Regions from separate parts of the Triticum aestivum genome. Here region 2 is linked to region 1. The links are chromatin contacts, called in public Hi-C maps. All regions are on one chromosome and are shown on one strand. The core of a region is the stretch at or near the end of the contact, and the rest is flanking DNA. Distances in the headings are between cores, read along the strand shown. Region 1 has its middle 10 kb from the start of LOC123143435. Region 2 holds the start of LOC123143490 (protein N-terminal glutamine amidohydrolase).

Evidence for each region. A called contact is a pair of places that touch in the nucleus more often than the background predicts.
Region 2: a contact with region 1 is called in a Hi-C map of leaf, with 2.5 times the contacts expected there. The contact joins the promoter of LOC123143490 here to the enhancer-like site in region 1. A contact is called at or near these places in 2 of 5 Hi-C or Micro-C datasets (leaf and root).

The regions. Positions count from the first base shown.
Region 1 is chr1A:432,044,650-432,051,550 of IWGSC CS RefSeq v2.1, forward strand. No RefSeq gene overlaps it. Among protein-coding and RNA genes, the nearest start is that of LOC123143435, 10 kb to the left of the region's middle. Within about 2 kb of position 3,657, at least 4 of the 8 cell types and tissues checked have an H3K27ac peak or open chromatin away from gene starts, as enhancers often do. A contact at or near this core is called in leaf and root, where this site is marked.
Region 2 is chr1A:432,082,432-432,088,356 of IWGSC CS RefSeq v2.1, forward strand. It overlaps LOC123143490 (protein N-terminal glutamine amidohydrolase), which reads right to left and starts at 3,677. Exons shown (of 6, transcript XM_044562454.1): 1 at 3,518-3,677; 2 at 2,627-2,732; 3 at 2,398-2,475; 4 at 1,625-1,758; 5 at 547-671; 6 at 1-286. The coding sequence starts at 3,639. The coding sequence ends at 123.

The DNA of each region.
Region 1 (6,901 bases), core at 2,407-4,906:
TCATGGCTTCAAGGTGGCCGGCCGGCGAGCTCGGGGACGGGGGAGGCTAGGGTTTCGCGTTGTCGGGTTTCGAGGAGGCCGCGGGATGAAGTGGGGCAGTCTGGACGACGACCGGTCCACTGATTCCCCATTTAAGAAGAACGGCGACCTTTCACTGGGCCGGTGACAGGTGGGGTCAGCCGTTCCTGCGCATTGATGTTGGCGGATGGGAGGTAGGTGGCCGCCCCCGCCACGCGGCCAGACGTGGACGAGCGGCGCGTTCGTTCGGTGTCCGCATTGACCTAAATCTGATGCAAGTTTGCGTTTAAAATGAGTCGGTCCGGACACAAAACGGACCAGATGATTTCAAACCGTCGCGCGCTGGGCCGCCTCATTTGTCCGTTTTACCTTAAACAAACGAGGCCATACAGAATGAGGTCGCGCGGTGGAGTTGGCCTAAGCGTCATCGTCGGCCATAGCTCCACTCCAAACGCTCATCGCGGCAGCAACACGAAGCCCACATGGGTGTAGCATGGAATGTGACTTGATTGGATTTCAAAGCGAAGTAAGGTGCGCGAGGAGCAATAATTGCCAGAATTTTGTCGAGTACTCCGTGTGTCCGATCACTTTCTTGACTTATGAGTTTTGGACTTTGTGCTACGATGTGCTATGAGAGTGATTTATACTGTTCTTGCCTCGCTACCTGGCATGGCCTGGCCTAGCTACGATCTGAGCTTGACAACAGCTAGCGCGAGTAGATTTGGACATTTGGAGTACCCGTAGATGGTGAATTCGCTGGCGCTTTTATGCCATTATTAAGGACAATTGATCAACTCCTTCTGTTTTTATATACTGGTGCACTGTACATGGTACTGCTGAAACTAGCAGTAGGCTGCATGAACGTCCTCACGTTACGTGAGTCACCCAGTGCGTGATTAAAGGTTAAGATGTGTGATGAGCGCAATTAATGGTGGAAAAGCTCGCAAGTCATAACTAACATGATAACATAAACTATGATGTGTCATTGGCACCAGTGACAGCGCTAGGAGTCGGAACAAGCGATGCCAAAGCTATATTTCATGTGCTTACACGCAGACAAACTTCACCTAAACACTAGTGTATTAGTGCAGTTAAGAACTTACATCCAAATCATGTGATTCCACTCGACATCACGGTCTCACGGGCACAATGTAGCACCACCGCTGTTTGGCATTTCTACTTGATATCCTACCTTCGGCTGGGAGTCATGGGGTAGGTTACAAGTATAGCTCGTGACACTTTTTTTTTAGAGTTTCCAGTTTTTACCCCTTACTTTAACATCTTTGACACTAAATTTCATCCAGATTACCTCATTTAGCAAAAGTCTTGCCAGGTTTTACCCAGTAATTCTTTTGAGAGATCTACGAGCTAACTCCCCGCCATCAGATTCCTCATGGTGTTTTTTTCCATTGCGTGAACCGGTCACTTGGTTTAGCCGCACCTGCTTTTTTTTCTCATGGTTATCAGGTGTATGTGTGCACCAGATCGTGGGAAAGACGAACAATTATCTTGAGCGGTCAGGTACGTTGAATTTTGCATTATGGGTTGTGGTTCGTAGGTTTAATGTGATGATAGTTTAGTTTTTTTCCTTGACGCAGAACATCGGAGGAAGCATTTATTTTACACTTTAGGAGATCATCAAATAAAAACATCACATCCTATTTTACATGTCTGCAGTGCTATTGTCGGACATGTGTTTCTTAGTTGAGCTCCAATGATGTGTGTCCATTTAAAATTAGTAGTACCAATTATTAACATAATAGGATGAGATCTTTTGTTTTAATAGAAATGCATGCGTGGGCACTTAGTCTCGACTCCCGAGTAAAACACGATATTTGCAAGAAGACACTTAGAAATTAAAAGGGGCAAAAACAGTCAAGATTGTCACTAAATGGGGTAATCTGGATGAAAATTTGTTAAATGAGATAACTAATGTCAAAAATGCTAAAATTAAGGGTTAAAAACCAAAATTCACTCCTTTTTTAGAATAACAATACTTCATTGATTACTGAATATCAATGAAGTATTATGGACCAACGAATAGACTGGTTCACTCTGAGTCTATGGGCCAACGAATAGCAGCCGGGTGAAACCCTAGCCGCCGCCCCCGTCTCCCCTCTCCTCCATCCACCCCGCCGCCGCCGGAGGAAACCAACGGGTAAGACCCGTTCGGTGGACGGCGGTGGCGGGCTCTCGCCCTCTCCTGCCGAGGGGACCTCCGGTCTTGCCTGGGGGCCGCCCTAGACGACATTGGCGCTTGGCGGAGCTCGGAAACGGGGCGGTGGCCTCAACCTTCTCGGGGTGGCATGGCTGGAGCGGCTGCGAGGGCAGCGCGGCGGCCGCCTATGGATCTAGGTGGTGCTGGCCGCGGCGACTTGTGCGGCGCTAGATCAAGATTTGAAGACGGAGACGCCATCCATGGCGGCGGCGGTCACTTGCGGTATGACTGTGATCCGATCTGATTCCAATATGCGGATTAGGGACATGGACGACCACGACTGCAGTTGGACAACTGAAGGGATCCTTTTCCCAAGTTCATCATCAGCTGATGGCGAGGATGGCATGGGTCTGCCGAAGGTGCCCTTATCGTGGGTTTCGGTGGCTCCTGGCAGACGCGTCGTCGCCCGTCAACAAGCTCATAGGAGCACAACTTTTCCCATCATAACTGTGTGTGTGACAGTGTGAGCAATGGACAATGGTTGGACTGCCAAACATTCAGGCTGAAGACGTTCTGAGATGTGATGTTCCATGGTCCTTGTGCACGAGGATTATGCATATTCATTGTCGAGTGGTCTAGAACACTACGCATGTGGGCGTTTGTCTGTGTTCGGCATTGTCAAGAATTGAAGGAATGAAGGGGGTGCTCCAGCGGTTGCAACAACGCTTCATGGTTGCGTTTGGTGGTGCTACTTCAGTACCGGGACTGGAGTTTCAGGGTGAAAACCCATGGTGTGTCCTTCGTCGGTTATACCTAGCAATGGCGATATTTTGATATCGTTACCTTGTTGAAGGCGTTACATGATGTTGCTCAGTTATTCTCTTAGGATGAAAACTCGGGGTTTAGTATTTGACTGAATCCGGCACCGGTGACACTTGTGTGTCCTTATCTTCTTGAAGACGTTGCTTTTGAAGAACCTACTCGCAGCCCGTGTGTTGTCACGGTAGTGCTTGGTATCGTTGTGGGTTACGGCGTGCCTTAGATCTTCGTGTTTTGCTTTTGTTATTTTTCCTTTTTTTTGACTGTGTGCATCCTTGATGCCTCGAGTTGCTCGTGGCATTGAGTTGTTGCAGAGCCCGGGTGTATTTTATCATCTTGATATTGATATATTATCGTTTGTCGAAAAAAGAAAAACCGAGCCCACTTGGCCTGCTGTCACTATTATGAACAACAATCACACCCACTTGGCCTGTTGTTGCTGCGGGAAGCGCACACACACTTTGAGCTTCGATCGCAAGGAAGAAGCGGTATAGTTTCCTTCGCAACTAGGAGTACGATGGGACGGCAGATCAATCAGATCACCCGGTTTTGTACGGCCTCGCCGCGGGGTCGTGTCATTTCGGGTAGGCCATCCACGTACAGGCGTGCATGGGAGCAGATGAACCACCCGCAAAATCCATGGGCGCAACTGTGCTCCGGCCTCATCTAGACGGACGGAGGGCCCTTTTCGTGTCGACGCACGCACAACGCCTACGCCTACGCCGTACCCTTGCAGGGCCCGGGATGTCACCGGCTGATCGATCGGCGGCTCGCCACGCCAGTCGTGATGGACTCTTCCAACAACTTTTTTTCTTTGAGTTGCTTCCAACAACCCATTGCCAAATCGTCTCACGGCCACCGCTCGTAAAATAAGCCGCAACCTTACCGGTGCTGACAAGACAGTCTAGAGTAGAATCTCTGAAGTCAACTTGGTAAATTCATGCCGTTAAAAAACCATTTCGTCCGGTGCAGGAGCTCGACGGCAAAAAATGACTGAACTTGTGACCGGCCAGAAGAAGTACCAGCAGTGCACTGGCAGGAACTATGAAAATTGAAAAGAGTTAACCACCAAAGGCCAGATTAGCCCATGATATGTTCCTTTTGTCAGAAAGAAATATAGTAGTGTCAGATTAGCCGTATGGCGGGCACGTGAGCTGAGGGGGGTCGCCGGCCGGATGGAGCGCCCAGTGGTACGTCGCGTGCCGGCTAGGACTAGGTTAGTTCCAAATCCCATCCCCACGTCAGAGAGGGAACTGGCTTGATCGCTTCCACTATCTTCTGTTCTGCTTCTTCCGGCTCAATTATATACTAGTACGGTGGCGTACTAGTCGGGCTGCTGTCACATGCGCCATGGTGCACTGACTGAGATTACATTAACTTGATCCAATCGATTGATTAATTATTGCCTGCCCACCAATAAATTAAGGAGTGGCGGTACGGCCGCTCCGATCCGTTCAGCCACAGCACAGCGGCCACATTCCCGTGACCGCGAAGGCGCACCGGTTTGATTGCTGCTAGTATTTCTGAAAACAATCTGGTTTCTCTGAACCGACGGTTAAAATGGGACGGAAGGCGTAAAATGTTTCTCTTTTACGAGTATTTAACAAAAAACTACACATTTCGTGGAACCGAACCTACAAACTATCATTTTATAAATTTATGGAAAACTACCACTTTTTGTCTAATCTTTGACTAAAAACTATCATGTCGGAAAAGTGTCCCATTCGCCTCTTCTAAACACCCTTCTGACAAGATGAGCCCATCTGTCAGCATTAATCTTCTTCCTCCTCTCTCTCTGGCATTTCCTCGAACACCTCATATGCACTCCGCCGCTCTGCCCTGCCGGCCGGCGAGCCCGGCCAAGCACCTCTCCGGCGCTGGTCTCCCAGTCGAGGCCATGGCAGCCTGCCAGACCGCTCCGCCGGCGTCCCTCGCCGCCGATGGCCTAGTTAGCTCACGCGCGTACAACGGCCAGCTGGAGTTGTTTGCCGCTTGCCGCTGTCGCTGCCGCATGCTGCCGGCTGCCACTAGCTGCTGTTGTTTACCCCATGTCGCCGCTAGCTGCTGTTGCATGCCGCCGCTTGCTGCTGCTACTTGCCGTTGCTGCTGGCTGCTTCTCGGCGTCGCCCGACGGGAGCATGGGGCAGTTTAGGAGCAGGAGGGGCTAGAGAGAAGAGAAGTAGACCAAGGAGAGCTCGTTGCTACTGCTTGCCGCTGCTCGGGGGCGCTGACCTACGCCCTCCTTCTCCCGTCCCGTCCCCCCCCCCCCCTCCGGCGAAGGGGATAGGCGAGGCATTGGCACGATGGCGGCCGCCATGGCTAAGGCGAGCAGGCGGCTGGGCTAGGAGGGAGGGCGACGCAGGTGGCGGGGCTCGCCGGCCGGCGGGGCAGAGCGGCGAAGTGCACATGAGGTGTTTGAGAAAATGCCAGAGAGAGGAGAAAAAAGATTAATGCTGACAGGTGGGCCCATCCTGTCAGAGAGGTGTTTAGAAGAGTCAACTTGGGCACTTTCCTGATATGATAGTTTTTAGTCAAAGATTAAACAAAAAATGATAGTTTTCGCACAAATTTATAAAGTGATAGTTTATAGACATGGTTCCACGAAATGTGGTGGTTTTTTGTTAAATACTCCTCTTTTACAGTTGTTGCTCCCCTGTAATTTGCGCGCGCGTGTGTGACTGGTTGTCGGTGTGTTCAGCCTCCGTCCGTCTGGTGCGGATCATGGAGCGGTGCAGGTAGGCATCAAGGGCTGGGAAGAAACAAAAACACAAAGCAGCATCTGAGAGAGACGACGACGAGGGGAAAGGTCGAAAGAGCAAAGATGGCATGCGTACCGGCGCCGCTGGTATGTATCTACCTGTCCCAGGTGCGAGCCGGGACCGGACACGCAGACAGAAACACAGCCCCAGCCGGCCCCCTTTTCCTCCGGCGAGGCCAACAACAGCGACCGCCACGTTCGTCTTGACCCGTCGTCGATCAGGCGATCACCGTCTCCACATGGGCGCCGCCCGTATCAAAACCACTACGCTTTCCGCTAGATATATTTATCTGAGCGACAACTAGTTTCACTGAAAATGGAGTATGGCAGAAAATCATTCGTAACAAATATGTGGGATCCAATGCCATTTCTCAAGTTATGGGGATTCATATTTTTTTTATGTGGCGTGATGAAGGTGAAGGAATTTTTTTTCCAATTTGGAACCTTCCCGGTTAGGGACGGTTCTCAGGTTCGATTCTGAGAAGACTAGAGAACAACCCAATCATGGTGCAATACCCGAGCTTGTACAGGATTGTCAGACATAAATTTGTAACGATCAAACAAGTTTTAGATAAGAAAACCATGATATTTCTTTTTGCAGGGACCTTTTAGGCCCTCGCCAGGCAGCATGGAATGAATTACTCACTCGTCTGGAGAACATTCAACTATCAGGTGAGCCGGAGATTTTTCGATGCAATTTGCATCAGAATGGCAAATTTTCAGTCAAATTCACGTACAATGCAATGGTTCGTTGTGATGTTCCGGTAGATAACAGGAAATTGTGGAAGCTCAAAATTCCTCTAAGAGTGAAGATATTGTTGGAATTTGGCTAGTAGGCCTTTGGCCCAAAGCCAACTAAAATTCTCTTGGCCCATTCATGCACACATGTGAGTAGAGTGAGTGAGGCTAAAGTTTAGTCCCACCCCGGAAGTTGAGAGAGAGTTGCACATCTTTATAAGGTGAGCTCTTCTACCACTTGTACGAGCATGAGAAGAGGTGACCTACACGCGCACTCCTCCTCCTCGCCTCGTCAAGACGCGCCGCGGGTTGCGGGATTGAGCCGAGCCGAGGACAGAGCTATGCACATTGTCTATATTTTTGCCGCATGGGAAAATTAATGAGTCATTAATTAATAATTAACGTACGCG
Region 2 (5,925 bases), core at 2,427-4,926, 38 kb after region 1:
GCGCGATACTGTTTGATTAACAAACTCCAGATAGGCAGTACGTCTGGTTCATAAGATCTCAATTCACTACCAAGTACTCAACCGTTGGGACAAGCCAATCAAGATATCTCAAAGGGCTCCTCTTAAGGATGCCATTCAGGCAACCGGGAGAAGAACATGGGGAGCAACGTTTCGTTTATCACCACTCCATGTTTCTTGTGGTAGACATCATTAACCATGCTTTCCAGGTCTCCGACATCATTATTAGTCATGGCAATGTACTCATTCAGGTTATTTGTGCTTCCATCTGAAACAGGTTGGAAGTACAAATGAGTAAACGTGTTCCAAACTATGAACTGGAAAGATACCGTGCAGCTATATAAATTCAACATACTACCAGAGATAATTTTCAGTTTCTAATAACTTTGTTACTGCTTCTCATTGTGTGTCTAGACATGTAAATTTCCTATGCACGACTGATTGTTCCGGGAACTACTTGATGACTAGGAGAATATGATGGTGCAATGAATTTTCACAACAAGATGGTTCAGGCATACAATCTGATACCTTCCGCAACAATTGGTTCATATTTTGGGGGTAACTCAATCCAATTCCCCACGGGGTCCTTCATGTGACTTCTGTCTGATGCAAATGATCGAAGAAATACCGGACCATGAACTACACGGAAAAGTCTGTAAACAGTAGCTGGTAGATAGTTAGTACTGATTTTCAACCCCCAAAACAAACTATCATTCATGCCCCCCTATATTTCAACGCAGACATGTATCCCTATTGGGATTTACACAGATAGCGGAGCAGAATGGTTCTAACCAAGGATGAGAACATAAGTAACATGAAAGTCCCCTTCTACACCTGATCTCAAATGAACAGTAACCCGAAAAACATTAAAAAAATGTTCAAAAAAATCTGAACTTTTTATGGCAAACTTTGACAAATGTTCTAAGAGCTTGCAAAATTTCATCATGAAATCACATTTGTGGAAGTCATGGAAAAAAAAAACTAAATCAGTGCTCCAAAATACTTTCGAAAGTAGCATTTTTCAGAGTATATAGACTTTGTTTTTTTTTGCCACGACTTTGCAAAATTTCATCATGAAATCACATTTGTGGAAGTCATGGCAAAAAAAAAAACTAAATCAGTGCTCCAAAATACTTTCGAAAGTAGCATTTTTCAGAGTATATAGACTTTGTTTTTTCTGCCACGACTTCCACAAATGTGATTATAGACTTTGTTTTTTTTGCCACGACTTCCACAAATGTGATTTCATGATGAAACTTTGCAAGCTCTTAGAACATTTGTCAAAGTTTACCATAAAAAAAATTCAGATTTTTTTGAACATTTTTTAAATGTTTTTCGAATTTACTGTTCACCCAAGCTCATTTGAGCTCGCGTGCAAAAACTTCACGTCCCATCTACACTATCTTGTATCAGTGTAACTAACACAGGCTATCATGTCCTGCATCAGTCAATAAAACAATTGCATACAAAAAAGAGTAATTCCGAACTAATATGCATCAGGTTTCGCCTATATGAGGAGATTGACACATTGTTTAAGAGTAATCTTGCATGGACACCATCACAATTTTATCTCACCAATGTTACACCTAGAGCAACAGAACCTTACCTTGCATAGATGGAGTCGCCAAATGCTAGTGGTTGAATGGCATCAGCAACGTACTGGAGGAATGGAGAAGGGAAAGGAAGACTGGAGTCCAAATCCCAAACAAGATCAAGAACATCTCCTTTGTTTCGCCTAGACTTTCATATGCACACCAAATGATTAGGTACCATGAAATGTTACTCATACAAAAGCAATGATTTTATATAAGCAATAAATCCAAATCTCAATGCATATATCAAAGCTGAGTACTAACAATGATGTATCAGAATGCCACATCGATCACAGCATCTCCCTACTGTCCATTTTTCATCTTATAGACATCAATAAAGCATAATAAAAACATATGGGAACCCATACATGAAAACAAATCTAGATTCCAAAGCCTACCATTCTTACTTAGGATAAGTTTCATTTGTAAAACCAGAAACAAAACATGGTAAATGGGATAATTGGTTGGCCATCACAAATAGATTAGGCAACTCTTGGCTAGCAACCGTGTCTGACACGTAAACCATGGTGTTAAGCAACTTTGGCATGCCAAACATGTTATGGTAAACCAAATCGTTGCCCAAATAGTCATGCTAGCCTATATTTGTGGGGCTAAGTGCACGAAGATCCAAACATGCCCTTACTTCTAATTTATTTCTCACAATTAAGGTCTCTTACTTCATCTAAAACCTCTCACAATTCACAAAAAAAACAATTAAATTCTCGTAGAGCTCAATCATAATACCAAGCTATAGAGAAAAGCGACACTTATCTAATATAGCTTTTACCTGGATACAGATTACATGGTAATCCCACAAGACAAATCCATCATTAGTACGACTTGCTTTCTGATACCAGAGGGGAATCTGAAATTCCAAGGAAAATACAACATAAACCATAAAAATCAATATAAAAAAGGAAAATATCTGCACTACGAACTAAAATGGAGCTAACAAAAGCAACAAATACACACACTAAAAGAATAGAAGCATAGTACAGAATATAAGATAAAATCACCTTCTTTTCCTCATTTGATATGAAAACAGCATAAAGGTCATTGCCCGCAGGATCAGCAAGTCCAGCTCTAATCAGTTCCTTACATAGCAAGTACACATTTTCTTCACTACACAGTGAAAATTAAACGCAACCGTTATTCAATGAATAAAAATAAAAAAAATACTTGAATTTTGACTGTGGTATGTATAAGCTTGAGAGACACACTTTAGAAGAGAGTAAAACAAGAGAACGAAAATCAATAATTCAACACACGTGAAATAAATAAGGAAATCTGCCCATTACACATTATATATGATGGTTTAGGAGAAGTGGCATGCAATAAACCAATAACAAGATAACCACTGTAGTTGTTGAATCATCCTCATTGTGTACAAGCTTCTTCCAAAGGGTGACTTTTAAAGCAATGTTGAATCACTCAGTAAAGCTAATAATTAATTAAATCAATCTAATCTCCAATTGCACACCAAATAAATTGCATATTTGTTTGTAGGTACTAGCAATTAGCAACTAGAGTAGTTTATGGTTACAAGCTTCAGCACGATCTTGTTCCTAGCAAGTGCCTCATTCAACTTCAAATATGATTTCACTCTAAGAGTCAAGGTTTTAAGCCTAGAACGAGAAATATGAACTGAATCCTATATCTCAACCCTAGTCTCCATTCCCATTCAGCACATCACTCACATACTCAAGCATCTTCAACAGAATCAGTAAAATCTTTATACAGGTAAATAACTGGGTAGGAAAGGTCTATCCTCATCATTAAGAAACCTTTCCACCTCCTGCCCAGAATTTCCTGTGGCCGAGCACGGCAGGAAGAATTAACAATATGTGTTGGAGCCATGGTTGTACCCAATCTGAGCAAGAATGGATCAGGGCGGAGAGATCGATTACCAGTAGTACGGGGTGTGGGTGAAGGATGCGGCATCGATGGGCGGGTTGTCCGGTGCCGCCGGATGGATAGGGGGAGAGGAAGGAGAGGGGTCTACGCCGGCGGCTGCTCCGTCGTCAGCCATAGAGACGCGAGTGCTTGGCGGCAGCCAAGAAGAATAAGGGCTTGTCGCTCGTGGGCTGTGGGGGTGTCAAGGCAACTATGGGCTTATTCGGGCCCAGCAACTGTTCTAATCCCAATTTAGCGCTTCAGAATTTCTCAAAAAAATAATATTAGCGCTTCAGAAGCTGGTTAGATTGGTACAGAGCGCACAAGGGGAGTAACTAGTTAACGAGCGCTCCTTCGAGAGCCTCGCAATGATCAGCGCCACTTGGCGCGCTCTCAGCCATTCGCCACGTGCCGCGCTCTAGACGCTCCCTTCGGATTTTTTTTTTATTTTTCTGCATGTGTTTTCGGCTTTTTAAACGGTTTTTTCCTGGTTTTTTTTAATGTTTTGGTTTTCTCCCGGTCTTCCTTAGCTTTTTGATAAAAAAAATTTGAAATTTTTTTTGCACGAAAAAACACGTTTTTTTCCGCGAAAGTCACGGTTGTGCTTTAGCGAGAGTCACGGCCGTGCCTTTCGAAAATGGAAAAAAAACGCGTTTTCTTTTTTTTCTTTCGCGAGAGTCACGGTTTTGCTTCTGCGAGAGGCACGGTTGTGCTTTCGCGAGAGCCACGGCCGTGCCTCTCGGAAAGGGAAAAACAAAACGCGATTTCTGTTTTTTTTCTTTCGCGAGAGTCACGGTTTTGCTTCTGCGAGAGGCAAGGTTGTGCTTTCGTGAGAGTCACGGCCGTGCCTCTCAGAAAGGGAAAAAAATACGCATTTTCTGTTTTTTTTTCTTTCGCGAGAGTCATGGTTTTGCTTTCCGCGAGAGAATAGTTGTGCTTTCGCGAGAGTCACGGTCGTGCCTCTCGGAAACGAAAAAAAGCGCGTTTTCTATTTTTTTCCTTACACGAGAGTCACGGTATTGCTTTCACAAGAGGCACGGGTGTGATTTCACGAGAGGCACAGTCGTGCCTCTTTCGGAAAGGAAAAAAAACGTGCTCCCGATTCGGTTTTTTTGCCTGGTTATTTTCCTCCGGTTTTTTTCATAAAAAAAGTTCATCAAAACCTATTAACATAAGATCTAGTTTTGAAGATCTCGACGCGAGGAATCCAGTGATGAAAACGGTTCGAGATTTGGACGCACGGTTTAAAAGATAAAATGTTTTGAATAAACGGATCTACGAAACAAGGGAAAACTCTCAGGTTGCGACAAGTGGCGCGCTGCGTGTGTGCCACTTGTCGCAACATGGGGAAGTGGAGTGTTCTTTGCAACGAGTACTCTTTAATTAGTGATTTCGGCGCACAGGAAGCTTTTCGCTACATGATAAATGGACCGGTCCATGCTAGTCTTCTTCTAGGACGGTTTTCTTTTGGTTTTCTTGGTCTGTATTCTTTCATTTTTGTTCTTTTTAAAAATTTGCAAACTTTTTCATGTTAGTGAACCCTTTTTAAAATTTGCAAAATAAATAAACCCATGATTTTTAAATTAACTTATTTTAATTTCATAAACTTTTCCCACAAAAATATGATTTTTTTTCAAATTCATGATTTTTTTGAATTTTGTGTTTTAAAACAAATTTCATGAAACATTTTCAAATTCACAACCTTTCCCAAATTCATGAACATTCTACAAATTCACATTTTTTGTAATGCGCGAACTTTTAACAAATCTGTGAAGTTTTTAAAATCCATGAGCATTTTTCAAACCCACAAATTCTTTTTCCAAATTTGTGAACCTTTTTCAAAAGTCAACGGTCGACCACCAAGCGTTGATCGAGTGAAGTTTTCTCTTATTGGCAGCGCGAATTGCTCACTTGTTGGGCCGACCCAGGCAAGAAGGGCGCGTGAGAGCTGGGTCGGTAACTGGCGCAAAGGGCGATAATTAGGAGCTCTCATGCCTAAAAATATCGTTCCCTCTCGAAGAGATCAGCAGGTACGAGGATAAGAGAGACAAAGATGTCGTCTGGATCTGGGGCGCATGGCTAGCATGGTCTTGTTGCTACCGATCTGGGGCTGAAGGGTTGCGGTCGTTGCGTTGTGGCTTGATTGGAGCTGGTGGTTTGGCTACTGCTAGCGGTGCGGTGGTTCTTTGGCCATGTTTGTTGGGGAACGCAGTAATTTCAAAAAAATTCCTACGCACACGTAAGATCATGGTGATGCATAGCAACGAGAGGGAAGAGTATCGTCCGCGTACCCTCGTAGACCGTAAGCGGAAGCGTTATGACAAGCGGTTGATGTAGTCGTACGTCTTCATGATCGACCGATCCCAGCACCGAAGGTATGGCACCTCCGCAATCTGCACACGTTCGACTCGGTGATGTCCCG